3 separate regions of the Mus musculus genome follow, and regions 1 and 3 are each linked to region 2. The links are chromatin contacts, called in public HiChIP or PLAC-seq and promoter capture Hi-C maps. All regions are on one chromosome and are shown on one strand. The core of a region is the stretch at or near the end of the contact, and the rest is flanking DNA. Distances in the headings are between cores, read along the strand shown. Region 1 holds the start of Tmem179 (transmembrane protein 179). Region 2 holds the start of Cdc42bpb (CDC42 binding protein kinase beta). Region 3 holds the start of Pacs2 (phosphofurin acidic cluster sorting protein 2).

What was found. Promoter capture Hi-C pulls out the DNA fragments that hold promoters and counts their contacts. HiChIP or PLAC-seq counts read pairs in DNA pulled down with a chosen protein or histone mark.
Region 1: a contact with region 2 is called in a FOXA1 HiChIP or PLAC-seq map of pancreatic cancer cells. The contact joins the promoter of Tmem179 here to the promoter of Cdc42bpb in region 2.
Region 3: a promoter capture Hi-C map of cranial neural crest shows a contact between it and region 2. The contact joins the promoter of Pacs2 here to the promoter of Cdc42bpb in region 2. A contact is called at or near these places in 1 of 39 promoter capture datasets (cranial neural crest) and 1 of 115 datasets of contacts at active chromatin or transcription factors (pancreatic cancer cells).

What each region holds. Positions count from the first base shown.
Region 1 is chr12:112,509,820-112,512,814 of GRCm38.p6, forward strand. It overlaps Tmem179 (transmembrane protein 179), which reads right to left and starts at 1,341. Exons shown (of 4, transcript NM_178915.3): 1 at 925-1,341. The coding sequence starts at 1,229.
Region 2 is chr12:111,376,398-111,379,448 of GRCm38.p6, forward strand. Cdc42bpb (CDC42 binding protein kinase beta) reads right to left here and starts at 1,321. Exons shown (of 37, transcript NM_183016.2): 1 at 700-1,321. The coding sequence starts at 874.
Region 3 is chr12:113,012,539-113,015,762 of GRCm38.p6, forward strand. Pacs2 (phosphofurin acidic cluster sorting protein 2) reads left to right here and starts at 1,970. Exons shown (of 24, transcript NM_001081170.1): 1 at 1,970-2,144. The coding sequence starts at 2,026.

The DNA of each region.
Region 1 (2,995 bases), core at 91-2,590, 1.1 Mb after region 2:
AGGGAGCAACTAAAAACATGGATGGGGAGGGCTGGACGTGGGAATTCACTCTCTATTGCAGGAGCATTGGTATTCCAGGACCCAGGAAGCCTCAGCCAGGGAGAGGGTGGGCTCTTGATTGTTGTTGGCTGAGGACACCAAGTGACCACATTCTACTGGCTTCAGACAGGTGACAAAGAAAAAAAGGGTGAAGAAACTCGGGAGGTACAGGGAACACAAAGGAGATCCTACTCACCCACCACACACACACACACACACACACACACAGACAGACATATAGACACATGCACAGTATACACACAGAGTACACACACACATAAAGGCACACACAGAGTACACACAGAGAGACACACATACACACACACACACACACACACACACACACACACACACACACACACACACTGTACATGCCTCCAGCTTAAGGGGAGCTTAAGGAGCTCTACAGACATCCTCTGCCATCTTTTCCCAAGAGGAGTAGCAAAAATAGAAGACTACCCGCTCTTTCCAAAGTGTAGTCCCTTCCCCCACTCACAGGAAAGGGGTGCAGGCCCAAGACTACTGCAAATGGTCCCAGGTCCCGAGGAGTGTGGCCTAGCTTAACAAGAGAGCCCAGACATGCAGCCATGACAGTGCAACATCTGTGCTCCAAGGGGTCAGGACTGAGAATTCGGAGTGATGCATCCCTTGGGAATAGAAAGAGATCATGTGGGTCGGACAGACAGCCTCATAGCCGCTGGGCCTGTGTGTAAACAAAGGGCAGTCTGCTTAAAATAATGAGGCTGAAAGTGTTGACACTTGCAGGCCTCTGCAGCAAGAGAGGTGGAGGGGCTCATGGCCCCGGAGAGGAGAGCCTGATAGGTGCCAGGAACCGTGTGAGTGTTGCATCAGTTTGCGCTGGGCTGCTGAAAGGCCTAAACTTACCCCTCGTGTCCCTTGCAGAGGAAGAAGAGCGTGCGCCATGCGTGCGCAGCAGCCAGCAGCAGTGACAGGAGGCTGGCGAGCAGGCTGAAGCGGCAGGCAGCCGGTGGGCCCCACTCCTGCACAGTGAAGCGCTCCCGCCCCTGCATCGTCAGGTTGGCACTCAGCCACATACCCTCGGTAAAGAGTAGGCAGCGGCCACGAAAGTCGTGGCCGTTCTCGGACAATGGCACCACCACCACGAAGCTGAACAAGAAGGCCAGAAAGTAACAGACGCACTGCGCGAAGAGGAAATTGTTGAGCGCCATGGTGGTGCCAGGATGAGAGGAGCCGCTGGCGAGGCCACCGGACAGGGACGCGATCGCTCCAGAAGCCGGGCCGCGAGTCTCCGGCGCCGCGCAGGCCGGTCCCGAGCCGCGTGGGAGGCTGCGCAATGACGGCGCCCGCGGGTCTCTCGCGTTGCGCGCAGACGCGTGCGCACAGGCCGAGCGTGGGGCGCGCCTGCGGTCAGTACCGCGGACAGTTCCCGCGGCTGCAGGATAGGTAGACAGAGCACTACACTAGACAGACTGCATTGGTGGAGACGTGCCATGGAAACCTGGCAGGGGTCGTGAGCATTACTAAGTCAGCTTGGGGAAACCCGACTCTGTCAGGAAGGGTACCAGCAGCGAAAGGCTAAGGAGGAGAAGGATGGAGTCCTATGTGCAGTTCAGACTCCTTTGCCAGGGCCTTTGTCTTTAAAGCGAATGGAGGAGGGAGGCAGAGAGTCGGGTCGGTAGGTGTGAGGATAGAAAAGAGGAAGGGTTCAAGTATTCCTAGGCGGGAGCAGACTCGTGATCTGTTTGTGCTCCGAGAACCATGCCCTCAGCCCCACAGTAGAGCCCTCCACTCCGCGTTTGTAAGATAAATAATGGTTGCCCTGGGCACCTCATTAAGACCTCTTTGCTGTGATGGAGCTGGTGGTGCATTAATTAATAGAATTAATGACTTTTCTAGTTTCCCTTAATACCAAGTAACCGTTAGTCCAATTCCCAGATGAGTAAGCCCTAGAGACATCCTTCTGGATATAGATTACATCAGCATTATTTTTGGCTTCAGGCACTAAAAATTCCTTTTGTTTTATTGCCAAAGTAATATGGGCTTGTTTTTTTTTTTAATTACAATGAGGAATATGTGTGATACAAAGACACCAAGTTTCTTCCTCTTCCCTCCACTCCGGCACATCGTTACTACTCGTGACAACCTGATGTCTACCCATCCAGACATTTTGCACCACGCACACACAATTTTCAAAAATGTTTCATACTATGCCTGTGTCTACAGGCAATTCAGTCATCCAACAGTATGCATTATTCCCTGTCTGCACAAGCAAGCCCGTGGTCTTCTTTCTAGTTATTGTGTAACATTCCGTAACATTGACTGTTGTGTGTGACTATCCCTCTCTGGGGGGACATTGAGCGTCTCCAGTGTCTGTTGTTTCCGGCTCTGCTGTGTGACATCCTGGTGTCTTTTTCTGCGGCTGTGCCAGCTGTGCAGGCAGCACATGAGTCTCTATGAAAGTCTTAGGAGAAGAATGACTGGGTCATGAGGTACGAACACTTCAAGTGGTGTTGGCAGGAGTCGCCAAACTGGTCTCTGGCAATATCGTGAAGATAGTCCACACATCAACTCTGCAGACCCTTCTCCTGAGCAGGGCTTTCAATCTGGTTGGTTTTTACACACGGAAAGACAGCTCATTGATTTGTGACTTGTCTTCTGCTTATCACTGGGAGGTCAAAATCTGCTCATAGTCATTACCATTTGTTATCCGCCTCTGCACATAGAGCATTCATTTTGCAATCTCTTGAGTACGTTATATGAAGGAACAGGATAAGGTCTGCAGCAGCTACTCTTTTCTCAGAGAATCCACCCAGGGTTTCTTCCACTGCCAAGACTCCCCAACCCAAACCAGGGGGGATTGTTTAGGAAGCTCAGCCTGCCCCATCCCAAACACAAATCCTAACCATTCATCAGCACTGGAAAATTTTGACCAAAAAACAACAAACAAACAAAATTGACCCTGACAATTGAGAAG
Region 2 (3,051 bases), core at 71-2,570:
TGTCAATGAATGACTTAATCAAGCATTCGTCCTAATAAAGCACAATAGATCATCCGATCTATGATTACTGCATTAGATCCCTAGATGAACCGAATACCCAAGATCAGATGTATAAGTTTTTAAGTGACAGTTCTAGCTGTCACACACACCCCGAAATATCACCAGTCTGACACGGTTACAATTAGGGAGTCGGGGGTTGGGGGTGTTGGGGGAGGGTTCTTGTATTTTATATAAAACCTTTAACAGTTAAAAACTGCTCGGACGTGCTAAAAGAAAGGGATATTCAAGCCGTGGACATCAAGGGGAGGTGGACAGGCTGTCACCTGGGTGGAGTCCTAGGGGCTGGGCTGTGGAACGAAGCCTTCGGAAGGCCCACCGAGCAGGGGCGGGTGGTGAGGAGGTGCAAAAGGCACAGAGGCTGCCCTCCCACCCGGTAGAGTCTAGGGCTAGGAGGGGTAGCTCCAGGCTCGACTCTGGACCCCAAAGGCTAGTCCGGGGCGGGGGCAGGGCGGATATCCCAGGGAGCGCTGCAGGAAATGATATCCAGACTGGGAGGGTGGGTCTAGGAAGCGGCCAGGGCGATGGCCGGGAGTGGGGGGAGTGCAAACGGAGGATGTGGCTCCGGAGCGCAGAACCAGGGAGGCCCGGCGCGGGTGCGAGCAGTGAGAGGCGCAGGGGGGCGAGCGGCACCTTACTCACCCCACTCGAGGAACTCCGCCACATACTTGTCGCGGCGCAGCGCCGAGTGGCTGCACTCGGTGTAAAGGCACACCAGCACGTCCAGCAGCGTCTCCACGCTCAGGGCGCTATCGTTGCGCCACGGCCCGTCCAGGAGCAGCTGCTCCAGCTTCTTGAGCCGCACCTTGGCCGACATGGTGCCGCGCGGCCCGCTCCCCACGCGCCGGCCTCTCTCCGTCCGTGCGCCCCGGCGTCAGAGCCAGCACTCCCCGGCCCGGCGGCCGCGCACCCCGGCGTCCAGTAGCCGCACAGTCCTTGTCGTCGCAGCCCGGCCTAGGCCGACATCTTGGGCTCCGTCCCGGCGGCACCGAGTCTGGGGCACCGGGCCCCGCGGGTCCATGGGCCGGTCTCCTCCCCTAGGCGCCGCCCGCACGCCGTCCCCGCCCTCGGCGCCTGGCCGCGCCCTCGCGCGCGCCGTCACCGACCCGGACCGCGGCGGAGCCCAGCACCGCGTACACCCGGCCGGCGCCCGAGCCCCGACCTCAGCCCGGCCAGCCGCCCAGCCCGCGACCTGCAAGCCAACCAGGGCGCGGCCAGCGCGGCGCAGCCAACCACCGCGGGGCCGATCGCCGCCGCGCTGACCTCAGCGCGACGCCCCGCCCTCGGCCCGCGGCGATCCTCCGCTCTTTGGGCCTCGCGGTTCGCCGTAGGGACGGTGTGGGGCGGGGTACCCAGTGCGAAACCGAGATTGCGGGTGGCGCACGCGCACAGGAGCGCGGGCGGGGCGCCCAGCCGCGCTGTGTGCGCCCTGGGTCCCATAGTTCGGCTCTGTTCCCGATCCTCGGGACCGACCCTCGTGGCCTAGCGAGGCAGCTGTCCGGCGCGACCCCCGGGTCATTACTGCTGGGTTTCGGTTGAGCTCGTCTGAGCTGTGAACCGACAGTGCTCTGGGTCCCAGTGCGCACGGGAGACGCGGGCGGGGCACCTGCCGGGAGGCTCCGGGGTCCGCTGGACGCGCGCTCCCCACTGGGCACGCGCCGCTGGGGATGCGCAGTGCCCTGTCTCATCGGTTCAGAGTCTACCCCGTGACTGATTATTAGGGTGTCGACCTGGTGGGGAGTAGACTGTTGTCTCCAGGCGAGTCGCCGCTTTCACTCAGTTGGACGGCTCAGAAGGTTGATGTAAAACATCCCTTATGACATCCCCAACCTCCGCAGAGGAGGAGCCCTTTGTGGACCCCAAGGTTGCTTCAAAAGAATGGGGGCTTGTGGTGCAGCAGAGGCGGGGCAGGTGGGGTTTGGAAGCCGGAAGCTGAGAGGAGCCTGAGGCAAAGCGCAGGGTGGAAAGCCGAATGGCGACTCCAGCAGGAAGCGACTGAAGAGTCCCTGCCTGCTGGGAATGATGTATGACTTGGTTGGGGTTACGAAGCACACACATAAGCCTCCAAACTGCCCTCAAAATTCACGCGCGTCAGTATGTGTGTGTATCTAACTTAGTTTTTAAGACGCAGGCAAAATAGCCCGGTATTGTAGGTTGGATAGAGCGAACCCTTGTCAGATCTTTATTATTGTGAAGGAATCTATACACATATAAAGTATATTCACGAGTTACTGCATGTGTGTGATGCCCAGTTGTTTAAACTTAAAAATTAAAGCCCAAGAGAATCATCCTACCCAAAACTAAAGTCTGAGCAGCCAACTGCATTTTTTTTTCCTTGACAGCCCTCTTGCTTTTTCTTTGTCCCGTAAGCTTGCCCACGAGAGTGTCTTCTTTGGCTGGCCCTGTCACACTTCCAGCCACTCCCAACGGACAACTCTGAGTCCCTTCTCTGATTGCATGCTGCTGGACTATTTAATCCCTCCAAATTAGGACTTTGCCCTTGCACCCCGGTACCAGTCTGAGGTGCCCAACCCAACTGCCTTCAGTGCGTCTGCTCATCCCAGATCTGTTTCCGCACTGCCTTTTAGGACGCCGTCCACCCCTGGGACAGATCAGACCCAGGTGTACTCTGTAAGCTTCCTTTGAACTTGAAACAGTGAGTATACTTGCGTGGTGGCACATGCCTTTAATCTCAGCACTCGGGAGGCAGAGGCAGGCGGATCTCTGAGTTCGAGGCCAGCCTGGTTTACAAAGTGAGTTCCAGGACAGCCAAGGCTATACAGAGAAAACCCTGTCTCTGAGAAAGAAAGAAAGAAAGAAAGAAAGAAAGAAAGAAAGAAAGAAAGAAAGAAAGAAAGAAAGAAAGCTTTCTGTAGTCAATTTCCTCTTGTGCATTTTAGTCAGTTTGGGAAAGGATTTGAGTTGCCACCCGGGAAGCCCTTTGCTCACTTGCCCTGTTCATAACTACTTTTACTTTGGTGCCTGCTTTTGGAG
Region 3 (3,224 bases), core at 720-3,219, 1.6 Mb after region 2:
TAAAGGAAACATGGTAGGGGAATGCTACAAATGTAGAAGGGTAGGAGTCACATCACACCTAGTTCACAGGAAGACACATTTCCTGGCTTTTAAGGAAGTTGTCTTAGGACCTACAGTTTACAAAAAGAGAATGGAGACAGCCATTATTTTCAAATACAGAGGCCAAAGATCCAAATAACAGGTGAAACAGATTCAAACTGCTATCTAGTCACTTGGAAAACACTGGTCACCACTAACCCGTCCCCATGACCTACCTTAACAGCCCCCCCCTTCCCTTAGAAAGTGCAGACAGCATGTGTCTCACTTTCCTTCCATCTAAAGTGAGGCTGGGCAGATATATGTCATATTCATTGAGAACCTACAATGGTGTCCAGTACAAGATGGCACAGCTCAACCAAGGCCACTGGTGCCATGCCCCGGTATGCACAGCTTGGTCACTCTTATTTCCTCCCTTGACCCTGGCTGCAATGCCTGCCTGGCGCACACAGACACAACTCATCAGACAGCCCATTCTTCTGCCTGCAAATGCACCCTTGGTCTGTCCCCAGCGCTGTCTGCCAATTGCTGAGGTCAGTGGATGCTTGTCTTTTGCTTCCAATCAAAGGCAGCCTGTCCACCAAGGCTGATGAAGCTCGGTGAACACAGCCTCTGGTTTCCTAGGTACAAGCCTTACTACTGGCCCCAATAGGGCTGCAATGTCAGACAATATTCATTTCAGCTGGCCACAGACTGACAGACCCTCTGGACTTTGTTTTACCACCCCAGCGAGTGAGGAACATGAGGAAAACACAGGTCCCCTTGTTCTCTTCAAAGCAGACTCTGGCTTTAAGCAGCTGCAGCTGTTTGCAGCTCCCATCCTGGAGTTACAGCAGGAGGCTGCCTCTGGCAGAGGAGCTCCAAATGTAGATGGCAAGGGGTTGGGGTGTCATAGCAGAGGAGGGACCACCCCCACAATGCCTTCCTGGGAAGAAAGGCAGAAAACAGGACTATTGGGTAAACCTGAAGGGCAAGGAGGGACAGCCAGGTCAGATTGATTTGAGTTAGAATTGTTTCAATAAGCTTACTAGAAGATAATAAGACATGGAACCTAGCGGGAGAAAGGCAATTGTGTAAAGCCGTGGATACAAAGAAACAAGACATGCCAGAAAAGCTTTTCCCTAAATTTGTTGACTTTGACCAAAGACAGCCAAAAAGAGGGGGAGGGACATCTGCCACTGAGAGCTTCTTCCTGAGGCCCAGAGCCTAGCCGGCCTTCTCCAGGCCATGCCTGGAATCCCCTGCCTACTGGGCCCTGCAGTCTGATCGGCCACCCGCCCCTCCTATTGGCCCAAGTTCACTGCGAGCAAGGGAGAATGCACCCTGTACCAAATATTTGAGATGCTCTTGAGAAAAACTTAAAAATAAATAAATAAAGCACTGCTGAATATAGGAGGAGGCTGGATGGGCGGAGGTTGCTGGATGGGGCAGCTAGGGAGGACAGATGGTGGCTGAAACTCCTCAAGGAATAAGGGTGGGTGGGGCCTACAGAGTGCGAGAGCCAGGCCTTAGGGGCCTGTGCGGGGACACGCAGGATGGCAACCGGATGAGAGTCACCGGGATACATGGTCACGTCCCTAGGCCCGCGGTCCGCCGCAGGGAGCGTGAGGGGTTCGTAGACCTGGTCACTCCCGCAGCCATCACGTCGCTCGCCTGAGTCCCTGAGAGGGGCACAGCCTGTGCGCCGCCGCGCGCGCTCGCTCCCGCGGCTGGGCGCCGGAGACGCCCTGGGGCGCGCGCCTCACTTCCGGTGGGCGGTGATTGGGTGCGCCGCGCGAGCCCTGCCCCGTCGACCAATAGGCGGCGCGGTGCGGCAGGGGGCGGGGCGCGGGCGCAGCCTGGACACCGCCCGCGGGCCTGCCGGACTCCCGCCGCCCGCCGGCGCCATGTGACCGCGCCGCCGCCCTCCGCGCGCCCGGCCCGCCCGCCCGCCGCGCTCCCGCGGCCCGGCGCAGCCCCAGGCCGCCGAGGGACGGCGGGGCCGGCGCCATGGCCGAGCGGGGCCGCCTCGGCCTGCCCGGCGCGCCCGGAGCGCTCAACACTCCGGTGCCCATGAACCTGTTTGCCACCTGGGAGGTGGACGGCTCCAGCCCCAGCTGCGTGCCCAGGTACGCCCCCGTGCTGCGCTTTGTCCGCGCGCACCTGCCTGCGGGCCGGGACCCCGCGCCCCCGAGCGCGCGCGGGTGACTGCAAGGCGAGGGCCGGGGCGGGGCAGCGGGCCTGTGGCTCGCCCGGCCGGTGCTCTGCCCGCACCTTGACACCTGCGTCCCGGGCCGGGCTGCGCAGCGGACCTCAGGCGGTGGAGCTCTCGGCTAGTGCCACAGCTCTCCTCCGGCGTGCAGCGGCACTGTCACACCCCAGAGGCCTGGGCCTGAGGCTCCCGGGACACGCCGCTGTCTCCTCTCCATCTACCCTGCGGGTGAGGTCTGCGCTCTCTTCACCTGTCGGCCTTGTGTCCGGCGTTGTGACGAGAGCTCCCGAGACCGTTGTACTCTTTGCTTGGAGCTGTTAATTTTGCCGTTGCACAAGCCTGGTCTTTCTCCCCTGGGTAGGCGACCTCCTCCTCGCCCCGTGGAAAGGGTTAGACAAAATTTACCCGCTGGGCGGACACTGTGGCCACCCATCTCTGTGTGGACTACAGCTTCCCATTCTAGTGCCCAGCTTGAAACTTTTGTGATTTCTTGACTTGGCTCCTACTCGGGAGCTTCAGCTAGTGAGAGAAAAGAGGAACTCTAGACACCAGGTTGAGGGCGCTCCAGGCTTCCCTCTGGGGAGTCAGGGAAAGTGGCCTTATCACCAAAGAGCCTTCCAGGCACAGAACTTGGACAGTGTGCCCTGGAGGGGGATCTGAGTAGAGAGATGCTAGGAAGGAGAAGGGGAACTTTCTGTGTTCTTTCAGCAGGCCTCTGAGTGTGGTGTTGGGGGTACAGAGGCCACTAGATAGTGGTTTTACCCTTCTAGAATGCACAAGGCCCTCTGGGTCTGTCTGTGGCTTTGGGAAAGGAAGGATGGATCTGAGGGGCATCTGGAGGACTGAGACCTGAGGGTCAGCTTTTGCCTCAGTGGGAGCATCTCCCAGGCCCCTAAAGCAGGGTGGGGGGAGGGAGAGATGAACTGATCTCCACACTTAATTCTGGCTCTCTACAGCATTGCCCTGAGACTTCACACTGGCCCTTGAATTCCTTTAG